2 separate regions of the Pan troglodytes genome follow, and region 1 is linked to region 2. Evidence: chromatin contacts called from public HiChIP or PLAC-seq data. All regions are on one chromosome and are shown on one strand. Each heading gives the region's core, a stretch centred on a gene start, on an enhancer-like site or on the middle of the called end of the contact. The rest is flanking DNA. Distances are from core to core; before and after follow the strand shown. Region 1 holds the start of WNT6 (Wnt family member 6). Region 2 holds the start of RNF25 (ring finger protein 25).

Region 1 (5,017 bases), core at 2,343-4,842, 190 kb after region 2:
AATTCTCAAGGCATGTCACCTCTCTGAAGGAATAGGAGTTCCTGGGGACAGAGAGAGGGAAGGACAGATAGGAGTTCTGGGGACAGAAGGAGGGAAGTAGGGAGGGAAAGAGGGAGGTTCTTGGGAGGGGAAGGGTCACAGGCCCAAATTCCTAGGCTCCTGCAGCCTTAGCCATTCCGAGAAACGACAGAGAAAGTGATTTAGAGACAGACACAAATAGAGACCGAATTATGAACATGGGAGAGATGTAAAAAGGCACAGAAAGACAGTGAGAGAGAATCCGCCAGAGACAGAGGGCTTTGCTTTCGCCCGCAGCGATTCTGATGTTATCTATTTCCAGCTGCCTCTCCCCCACCACTCCACTGCCCCCACTCTGCCCCTCCTTCCTCCTCAACCTCAAGTCTCTCCTTCCCTGTCTCTCTTTTGCACAGGGCCTAGACATAGTATGAGTGGGTTCCCAGGATTTAAGGCGGAGCGATGAAGGAAGGTGGGGTGGGCAGGGCCTAGAGGATAGGGAGGGGGGTCAGACTGTCACCTCCCCATTCAGGCCACCCATTTCCGGGCTGCTGTCTTCCCACTCCAGTCTCTTGTGAATGTTCTTCTGCATGCATATCTCTGCAGAGGTGATGTGTGTGTGTGTGTGTGTGTGTGTGTGTGTGTGTGTGTGAAGTGTTTCAGCCTGAGCCAGCCCATCTGTGTGTCCATCCATACCTGTGGGTAAAAAATCACAGCACCGTCTGGGGGAGGGAAGATGTCCTGTGGTTTCTGTGGGGTTATCTGGAGGCCTGTGCCCAGTGATTGGTGTGTGTGAGGGGGCATGTATGTCATATATCTTGATCTATCTTTGTGCACCATGGTCTGTTACCTCCTGCCACCCCCTCTCCAGCTCCTGCTCCTTTGTCTTTTAAGGTGATAGTGGTGGGTTGAAGGCTCAGGAACATCTGAATTCATCTCTTTGGAGGTTTGGGGGCAAAACAACAGAAGTCATCGCTCTGGCTCTGCCCAGATGCCAGCCAGCCCCTTGATGGGGATGCGGAGAGGGCAAAGGAGAGTGAGCAAAAGGGTGCTGTTGGGGCAGAAGCCCTAGGAATTGGGACTCCAGGAGTCCTGCCTGTCACAGATTCCAGCCCACCTCCCCCCCACCCCCCAACCCTATAATGCTCTGCAGGCACTACTGGGCCAACTGATTCTGGAATGGGACTGAGTGCAGGAGGGACAAGGGCTTGGGGAGTCCAGAGATGGCAAAAGATTCTGCAAGATCTGGCTAGAGTGAGTGCTGCAGGAGGGGTGGGGCCAGCTGTGTATGTTTGTAGGAAAGGTGGGGGGTGGGGGCAGAAAGGCCGCCTGCGGGGGAGAAGGCTTCTTGGCAAACGCCCCAGTTTCCTGAGCTGATCCCTGCTCCCTGCCACTGCTCCCAAATCTGTTGTTTCAATAACATCATTTTTATCCACCCCACAGAGAGACTGTGTCTTAGGAAGGAGAGGCGAGGGGCAGGGCTAGGGCATGGGGGAGGGGTGGTAATGGAGAGAGGCTGGGTCTGGAGGCAGCAGGGACTAGATTTGGGGCGCTCCCCCCTCAGGCAGAGGCAGGGCGGTCTCAGAGCCCAGGTCCCCTGATGACAAAGACAAATACATTAAAATTCTTGCCTCGGAGAAGAATGCAGGATAGGGAGAGCATTTCATAATCTGCAATAACAGTAGCAGGGTGGGAGCAGGGCTGGGCAGGGGGTTCGGAACCCAGACAGTGGCTCCCAGGAGGCTGGCCACTGGCCACCTGCAGCCTCCAGGGACCCCCAGAGCCCTCTAGCTGCCTATTTGGTACCACATGGCTGGAGTGTGCACCCAAACTGGGTATGTCTTTGAATGTGTAGTGTCCAGAGTTGGCATTGACCTTTAGGAACTGTCCAGATTGGCATTGCCCCGTAGAAACAGCAGCTGTGTGCAAAGTTACTAGGTGCAGGGGATGTGCGTGGCATTTGGATACTGTTAAAGGCTAAAATGGGAGAGGGCAGTGCTTAGACCAGAACCTCTCTCTATGACTCTTGCCACTGCCCCCTGCCCCCTTCCCCTTCTTTAGTGTGTCCTAGCCCTTTCACCAGAACTCTCTGTATCCAGTGCAAGGGATTGAGCTGATGCAGCCTGGACACCAGGGCCCTGACATCGAGCTTGCTTGCCGGCAAGTCCACACTTCTCCAGTTCTCTCACCTCTGTCTGCTCATTCCTTCCCCCATCAGCCTCCTCCCCTGGGGTCACGTCCCTTGGCCCCTTGGCCTCATCTTGATCTACTTGTCCCCCCTCTCTGGGTGACTCAGGATCTTGTCTTCTCTCTCTGCTCACCAAGGTTGTTTGGAAGTGACCTCAGTCATCACTCTCTTGGAAGTGACCTCAGTCCCCACATTCAGGTCCCCCTCTCTCCCAACAACCAGGAGCTTTCTTCTGGGCGCCTGACGTTTCTGCCATAGGGACTCGATCTGTCCTCCCTACTCCAGGACAGCTTTAAAGGTTGATGGTTGCTCTTGATGGTATGGAAGGGAGAATGTCCCACACCACCTGTCCCTTGGCACCCCGGGGCACGTCGGGGACGGGAGGGGCAGGGGCTGCTGCCCACTGCCAGCCGAATGGCATGATGAATGGAGCTGTCCCTCTTCCCCACGGAGCCTTTGATCTCCCCCTCGTGGGGAGGGGGCCAGGGGCATCAAAGACATTTTTGTGGCATTAGAAAATCTGATAAACGCCATCTCACCTGCAGCTGGCTCTCCCACCCCTTCTACCCGGGCCAGGTTGGGGGAGGAACTCGAGGCAGGGACTCTTGGACACGCGAGGCCGGGCTAAAGCGAATTCTGACCCCTCGATCTCTTGAAAGTCTGCGACCTCCATTCTCCCGCTCGCTTACAAGTGCCAGCGCTTGCGCGCACGTCCTAGAGCGGCTACTCTTGCCCTCTCATTTCCCCCACCTCCCCGCCCTAGAACGCGGGCTTGAGAGGTGGAATGGCTGGGGGAGCGAGAGCGGAGGCCCAGGGCTTCCTCCCTTCTTCAAGGAGAGGCTGACGAAGGGGCATGAGGCATCGAACAGGGACACGGAAAGAGATGACCCCTCCAGCATCCGCCTGTCGGGCGGTCCAGTTTGACAACCCTCGCTGGAGCACCCCGCGCCCCAGGCCAACTTCCTCTCTTGCCTCCGCGCCAGCATCTCCCTCCGCACCGCCCCCCGCCCCAAACTCCCTCATTCCTGGGAAGTTTTCTCTCTTTACAGTCAACAAACCTGTCAAACGTCTCCCTTCCAGCCCGTCCCCCATTCCTCAGCTCCTCTTTCTCCCCCCTCACCCCTCTCTACTCTTCTTCCCCGCCCTTCCTTGCCCCCGACTCCAGGCGGCCACGAGCGGCGGGGGGCTCCAAGTCCGGGAGAGGCGAGGCGAGGGGGCGAAGCGGGCGGGTCCCACAGCCCGAAGCGCGCTGGGGCCCCGCCCCGGCACCCCGCTCCCGCCCTCCGCTGCGCTCCGCGCCAGCCGCCCCGGGGCGCACGGCTCGCTCCCGAGAGTCCCGCTGCCTGACTGTCGCAACTGCCACCTCCCTCCGGCCCCCTGCCCCCCGCCCCCGCCTCGGCCCCGCTCCCCTCCCACCTCCGCCCCCGGCTCTGATTTCTTCTCCCGAGCGAGCTCCGCAGGAGACACAGGCGCTGGCTGCCCCGTCCGCTCTCCGCCTCCGCCGCGCCCTTCTCGCCCGGGATGGGCCCCCCCGCCGCCGCCGGATCCCTCGCCTCCCGGCCGCCGCCGTTGCGCTCGCCGCGCTCGCACTGAAGCCCGGGCCCTCGCGCGCCGCGGTTCGCCCCGCAGCCTCGCCCCCTGCCCACCCGGGCGGCCGTAGGGCGGTCACGATGCTGCCGCCCGCACCCTCCCGCCTCGGGCTGCTGCTGCTGCTGCTCCTGTGCCCGGCGCACGTCGGCGGACTGTGGTGGTGAGTCCGGCTGTCCTAGCGCGGCTCTGGACGCTGGAGGGTGGGGACCCCGGGGCCCAGGACAGATTGGGGTGTTCCGCAGCCTCCCGGCTCTACCTGCTCTCCGAGCCCAACTTTCTGGCCTCGGCCGGGGGCGTTTCTGAACTCCACTTCGACGTTCCTAACCCCCGGGAACATTCTATTGTGTTTTCCTCCTCCCGGGTTCTCTCCCACCCCCCGCCAAGTTATGCGCTCACCCAGCTCACCAAGGAACAGGCGAGTGGGTAGGAAAGATCTTTCGGGAAGACACATATCCGAGGAAAAGAATGTGTGAGGAGGGCCCTGGATTCAGGGTATGGGGCTGGATTTGGAGAAGACAGGAACAAGGTGGGAAGCCACAAGGCAGAGAGGGCCACACAGCTGCCCCTTCCCCGCCCTGCTTTGCCTGCCAACCCACCGGCTTCTCTCTGGGCTCCTGAGGAGTGGGCCTTAGTGACGAGAGAGGGAATATAAAGGGGAAAGTGAGTCAGGACCCTGGTTTTCTCTACCTCGTCCTCCCCAAGCAAGGAAAAGGAGGAGCGGAAGGAACCGGACCCAGGCGCCCGGCCCTTCCAGACGTGGGGGTCATGAATGAAAAAATATGTGCAGCCCGGGAGATACGGGACCGGGAGGGGTCCTGCGGGAAGGGAGAGGGGCCTGGCCAGCCAAGGGAAGGGGGCGTCTTCCCAGGCTTGGCCCTAGCTAGAAGGGACACCTAGGCAGCGAAGGTTGCGGGAGCTTCGAGCCTTGGGGGTGGGGGTGGGGCCGGGGCGGGGAAGGAGGGTGCCCGACCGGGACGGCTCAGAGATCCAGATCCAGAGGACTTTTTTCCCCCTAGGTCTCCAGAGCCGCAAACCCTCGCCCGGAATAGCTCAGTGTTTAGAGAGGAGAGACTTGGACAATAACGCTGACGGGTTAGCCAATCCTAAGAAGGCAGGGTCGTGTCTATTTGCATATTGCCACGTGATTGGCTGGATGCCGACCCTCCGCTCCTCCCTCGCCCCCCAGATTTGGAAGAGAGGCAGATCCCCGTGCTCTGGAGAGAT
Region 2 (4,798 bases), core at 964-3,463:
GTAGTTCTGGCTGACATGGGAGTGGGAGTCTCACAGTACTACAGGCTGCTGCACTCATTGTTGCTGTCTCCATGGCTCAAGGTGTCTCCCCTGAATCTTAAAAGTTCCCCTGAACAGGTGAACTATAAGTTATCCCAGCGCTTTGGGAGGCTGAGGTGGGAGGATCACTTGAGGCCAGGAGTTCGAGACCAGCCTGGGCAACAAAGCGAGACACTATCTCTACAAAAAATAAAAAATTAGATGGACACGGTGGTCCCAGATACTTGGGAGACTGAGGCAGAAGAATCACGGGAGCCCAGGAGGTCGAGGCTGTAGTGAGCCATGATCTTGCCACTGTACTCCAGCCTGGGTGACAAAGTAAGACTCTGTCTCTTAAAAAAAAAAAAAAAAAAAAAGAAGTTTCCCTGAACACTTTGAAAACCAGTAGTCTAGATAGTCTTAATAATGGCCAGTACTAGCTGGGCTCCCTGAACCAATGTAACACTGAGGTGTAGCCTCAGTCAAGTGGCCCTTCAATACTTCGCCCACCCTAGTTATATGGGTCCTGGATGGGATGGTGGTAAGGTGGTGATAACAAAATGGGGGATGGGGGCCGGGCGCGGTGGCTCAGGCCTGTAATCCCAGCACTTTGGGAGGCCGAGGCGGGTGGATCATGAAGTCAGGCGATAGAGACCATCCTGGCTAACAGGGTGAAACCCTGTCTCTACTAAAAATCACAAAAGATTAGCTGGGTGTGGTGGCGGGCGCCTGTAGTCCCAGCTACTCAGGAGGCTGAGGCAGGAGAATGGCGTGAACCCGGGAGGCGGAGCTTGCAGTGAACCGAGATTGCGCCACTGCACTCCAGCCTGGGCGACAGAGCAAGACTCCGTCTCAAAAAAAAAAAAAAAAAAAAAAAAAAAAAAAAAAAAAAAAAAAAAAAATTGGGGGAGTGGGGACTGAAGAATGTCCTAGTGCAAAGAATCTAAGGTGTGGAGTCAGACAGATATGGATTTCTAGTCATAATTTTCTATCTTTTGGCAAATCACTTTACTTCTTTGGGGCTCATCTAGTCTTCCCAGGTGCCTGCACCTCAGTTATTAATGAAAAGGAGGCCGGGTGTGGTGGCTCACGCCTGTAATTCCAGCACCTTGGGAGGCTGAGGTGGGAGGATCACTTGAACCCAGGGGTTCAAGACCAGTCTGGCCAACATGGCAAAACTCCGTCTCTACAAAAAATACAAAAATTAGCCAGGCATGGTGGCACACACCTGTAGTCTCAGCTACTCGGAAGGCTGAGGCAGAAGGATCACCTGAGCCTGGGGAGGTCGAGGCTGCAGTGAGCCGTAATCGCACCACCGCACTCTAGCGTGGGCGAGAGTGAGACTCTGTCTCAAAAAACAAAACAAAACAAAACAAAAAACAGACAAGTATATTACAAATCCGTCGTGATCCTCTCAACTATTCTGAGGTAGGTGCCACACCCACTTTTTTTTTTACAGCTGAGGACACTGACTCACAGAAGCTAGATGGCCTGTTCAGCATCACACAGCTAATAAAATGTGGAGTTAACCCACATTGATCCTACTTCCAAATCCCAGAGTCCTTCCATGTTCTAGTCTTTAGTTAAGAATGCTTGAGAGAAGGACTAGAGGGACTTTATGTGAAGTGTAAAGCTTTATTCATACAATAGTCCTCACTAGTGCTGTGTGAGAGAGAGAAGGCTGAGGAAAGCGTCGGCGGAAAAAGGCTGATCCAAGGGGAAAGGGGGGCCGGAACTGGAAGGCACTGGTTCTGAGAGGAGAAAGGGAGATGGGGAGGTCTGATGGGCAGGCATCCCCCAAAGCCCCTGAGAAAATTCATTTGAGGAGGAGAGAAAGGGATGGCGTGAAGTTGGAGGAAAAGGGATCGAACCGGATACGGCGAGGCCTGAACTGGCCTGGCGGGCGCAGACCCGGTGTCCTCTCACTCAGATCAGCGCCCCTCCACCCTCCCGTTCCCCAGTCCAGCTCTCCCAGAGATGTCAGCATCTCTGCCATCCCTCATCCCTCGCTCCACCCCACACGCCCGCCGTACGGACCGTCTGCGACAGCTGCTAGGCCTCTGGACTAGATCCAGGCTGTCAGCCAAAGCCCATGCCCCCAAAGTTACCAGTCCTCCTCCCCTGCAGCCGCAGACGCAGACGCCGCCATATCTTCACCGGCCCGCAGCCGGAACCGGAAATGCCCTTAGGGAAGTCGGAGGCGGAAAACTAAGAGGGGTGGGCAGCTAGCGTCGTTTCTAGGCAACCGCAGACTCCGGGTCCTTAGCCGGGCCTAATGGCCCTGAGGCAGTTCGGTTGTGTCCCAGGAAGTGCCCATGTGTGGTCCGCCGTCCCTTCCACACCTCTGAGCGCCTTTGTCCTCTGAACTTCTCACCAGTTCTAGCGAGTAAAATTGTAAGAAAGGGAGCCGAAAGAGACCGGCGGGAGAGGCGGGTGGAGAAGAATTATAAGTCAGGCAACGTATGCAGGCAGCCAGAAGAGATGGGGCTCAACGCCAGGGAATCCGTCCCTTGGCCTGAGGAGCTTGGAGCTCCTAGGCTGGGGGTGAGAGAGGGGCTCTGGCCTGCGAAGCGCATGGGCCAGGGGGTCTGAGAGCGGGTGCTGAGGAGTCTGGGAGTGGCAGAAACTTGGGGGAGACTCAAAGGAGCAGGGTTGGTTGGGCGAGGCTAGGTTGAAAGAGTAGGGTCGAGTGAGCCAGGCTGGGTGAGGCAGAAGGGGAACCAGGTGTTAGTTGGGCATGGGGCCGGGTTGGGGACAGGAGGATGAAAGTGGGGAGGAACTACAAAGAGAAGCTCTGTTTGTTCCAAGATCGCATCATCTTTGCATCCATTCCACCCTCCTATGTTTTTTGAGGCTTTATTGTGAAAAAGAGGAAAAGGCAAGGTGGCTAACATTTTTCCTTTCCCGTGCCCCAACTAGGCGTCCCAGATGTTGTGGAACTGTCCCTGGATCTATAGCTCTTCACCGTCTCTACTTTCTTCTAAGAGATCCTGAAACCTCTGTCATGGAAAAGTACCACGTGTTGGAGATGATTGGAGAAGGCTCTTTTGGGAGGGTGTACAAGGGTCGAAGAAAATACAGTGCTCAGGTGTTGCACAAAGAGGGATACCTTTTGGGTGGGATTTGGTACCCCCAACTCCAGTGGAAAATGGATCTAGAAGGAATGTATTTATACCAGTTTGTATTCCTAAGGTACTGACTCCCTCATACTTCTTATGGAGTATAAGCTTTGAAGTTGGATTATTTGGGTGCAAACTCCATCTCCACCGCTTTCTAGCCCTAGAATTATGGACAAATTACTTAACTTCCCTATGTCTCAATTTCCTTATCTCTAGAATGGGGATAAGAACAGCAACTGATTGATGGAGTTTGAGGATTAAATATGTTGTCACATTAAATCACTTAGTACAGTGCCTGGCTGTTAGTAAACAACAAATATTATTAGTCTCTAGCACACCATGTAATAAGAGGTAAACCACTTGAACTCTATTATTTCCTCTTCATTTTTTTTTTCCTTTCCTTTCTCCTAAATCTCATCTTGAGTGCTGGTCAAATCAGAACACTTCTTCCAGAAGGGGAAATGTTTTGCAGATGCTGTTTCCTCCTGGGATGAGGAATGGGGAAAGCCTGGATAAGGCCAGGGTACCATGGAGAAAATGGAAGCGGGAGACTAACAGAAATAATAAGAGTTACTCAAACACTCTAAAATCTGACTTCTGGAGCTCTGAGATTAAGGCTGAAATTCTAGCTCTTTTCAGTAGTGTGATTAGGCGTTAACTTTTCACCTTACCACGACAGGTCGTGGCCCTGAAGTTCATCCCAAAATTGGGGCGCTCAGAGAAGGAGCTGAGGAATTTGCAACGAGAGATTGAAATAATGCGGGGTCTGCGGCATCCCAACATTGTGCATATGCTTGACAGCTTTGAAACTGATAAAGAGGTGTGCTTTGACAGTTTTGGGCCCTGTCTCCCCAAGCACAAGGGTTCCAGGAATTTCCCAACCTCAGAATGCATGAATCTGGAGCCATCAGTGCCACTGCCTTCTCTCTGTAGGTGGTGGTGGTGACAGACTATGCTGAGGGAGAGCTCTTTCAGATCCTAGAAGATGACGGAAAACTTCCTGAAGACCAGGTATGCTTTCTGCCTTCAACTTCTCCCCACCTCCGACCTCTCTCCAGGTTAGAGAACTGGTAGAGCAAGCTAAGGACACTGAGAGTCTCCATTTCAAAGACTTCTGAGAAGAATATAAGAGTCTGGGTATATAGAGGCAGTGTCGTGTGGAGTAAATTATGTAAACGTTGGAGTCAAAATATCTGAGTAGGAAGCTTGGCTCTGCTCCTTCCTAGCTGGGTCTCATTGGACAAGTTACTTTAATTTATTTGTGCTTAGTTTCCTAATTTGTAAAATGGAGATAATAATCATGTTTGCCTGATAAGTCTATGATGAAGAGTGTTAAGTCATGTAATGTGTTTGAATAGTTAGCTATTATTAACATTATTGTTATTAGATACCTTTAGGGAAGAAGGGCCAGTGTAATGGTACCAGAAAGAGGGCAGTAAGAATAAAGGTTGTGGGGAGTCAGGATTTGGCACCAGGACGTAGTGGTTAGCAGTGGGATTTTGTTGCACATATCCTCCAGCCACATTTATTCTAGGCGTTTGTCTGTACCCAAGCAAGTAGGCCCCCCTTGGGATTCATTATTGCAGCATTCTCTTTCCTTCTGAGCACTCACCACTATTTGTAAGTAATCATGTTTTTGAAATTATTTTATTTTTAATTGA

Evidence for each region. HiChIP or PLAC-seq counts read pairs in DNA pulled down with a chosen protein or histone mark.
Region 1: an H3K4me3 HiChIP or PLAC-seq map of stem cell-derived excitatory neurons shows a contact between it and region 2, with 2.7 times the contacts expected there. The contact joins the promoter of WNT6 here to the promoter of RNF25 in region 2. A contact is called at or near these places in 1 of 7 Hi-C or Micro-C datasets (stem cell-derived neural progenitor cells) and 1 of 1 datasets of contacts at active chromatin or transcription factors (stem cell-derived excitatory neurons).

The regions. Positions count from the first base shown.
Region 1 is chr13:121,117,234-121,122,250 of NHGRI_mPanTro3-v2.0_pri, forward strand. It overlaps WNT6 (Wnt family member 6), which reads left to right and starts at 3,593. Exons shown (of 4, transcript XM_016950531.4): 1 at 3,593-3,953. The coding sequence starts at 3,874.
Region 2 is chr13:120,928,746-120,933,543 of NHGRI_mPanTro3-v2.0_pri, forward strand. It overlaps RNF25 (ring finger protein 25), which reads right to left and starts at 2,214. Exons shown (of 10, transcript XM_009444315.3): 1 at 2,127-2,214. The coding sequence starts at 2,167. STK36 (serine/threonine kinase 36) reads left to right here and starts at 2,212. Exons shown (of 27, transcript XM_016950505.3): 1 at 2,212-2,412; 2 at 2,938-3,106; 3 at 3,817-3,957; 4 at 4,071-4,148. The coding sequence starts at 3,023.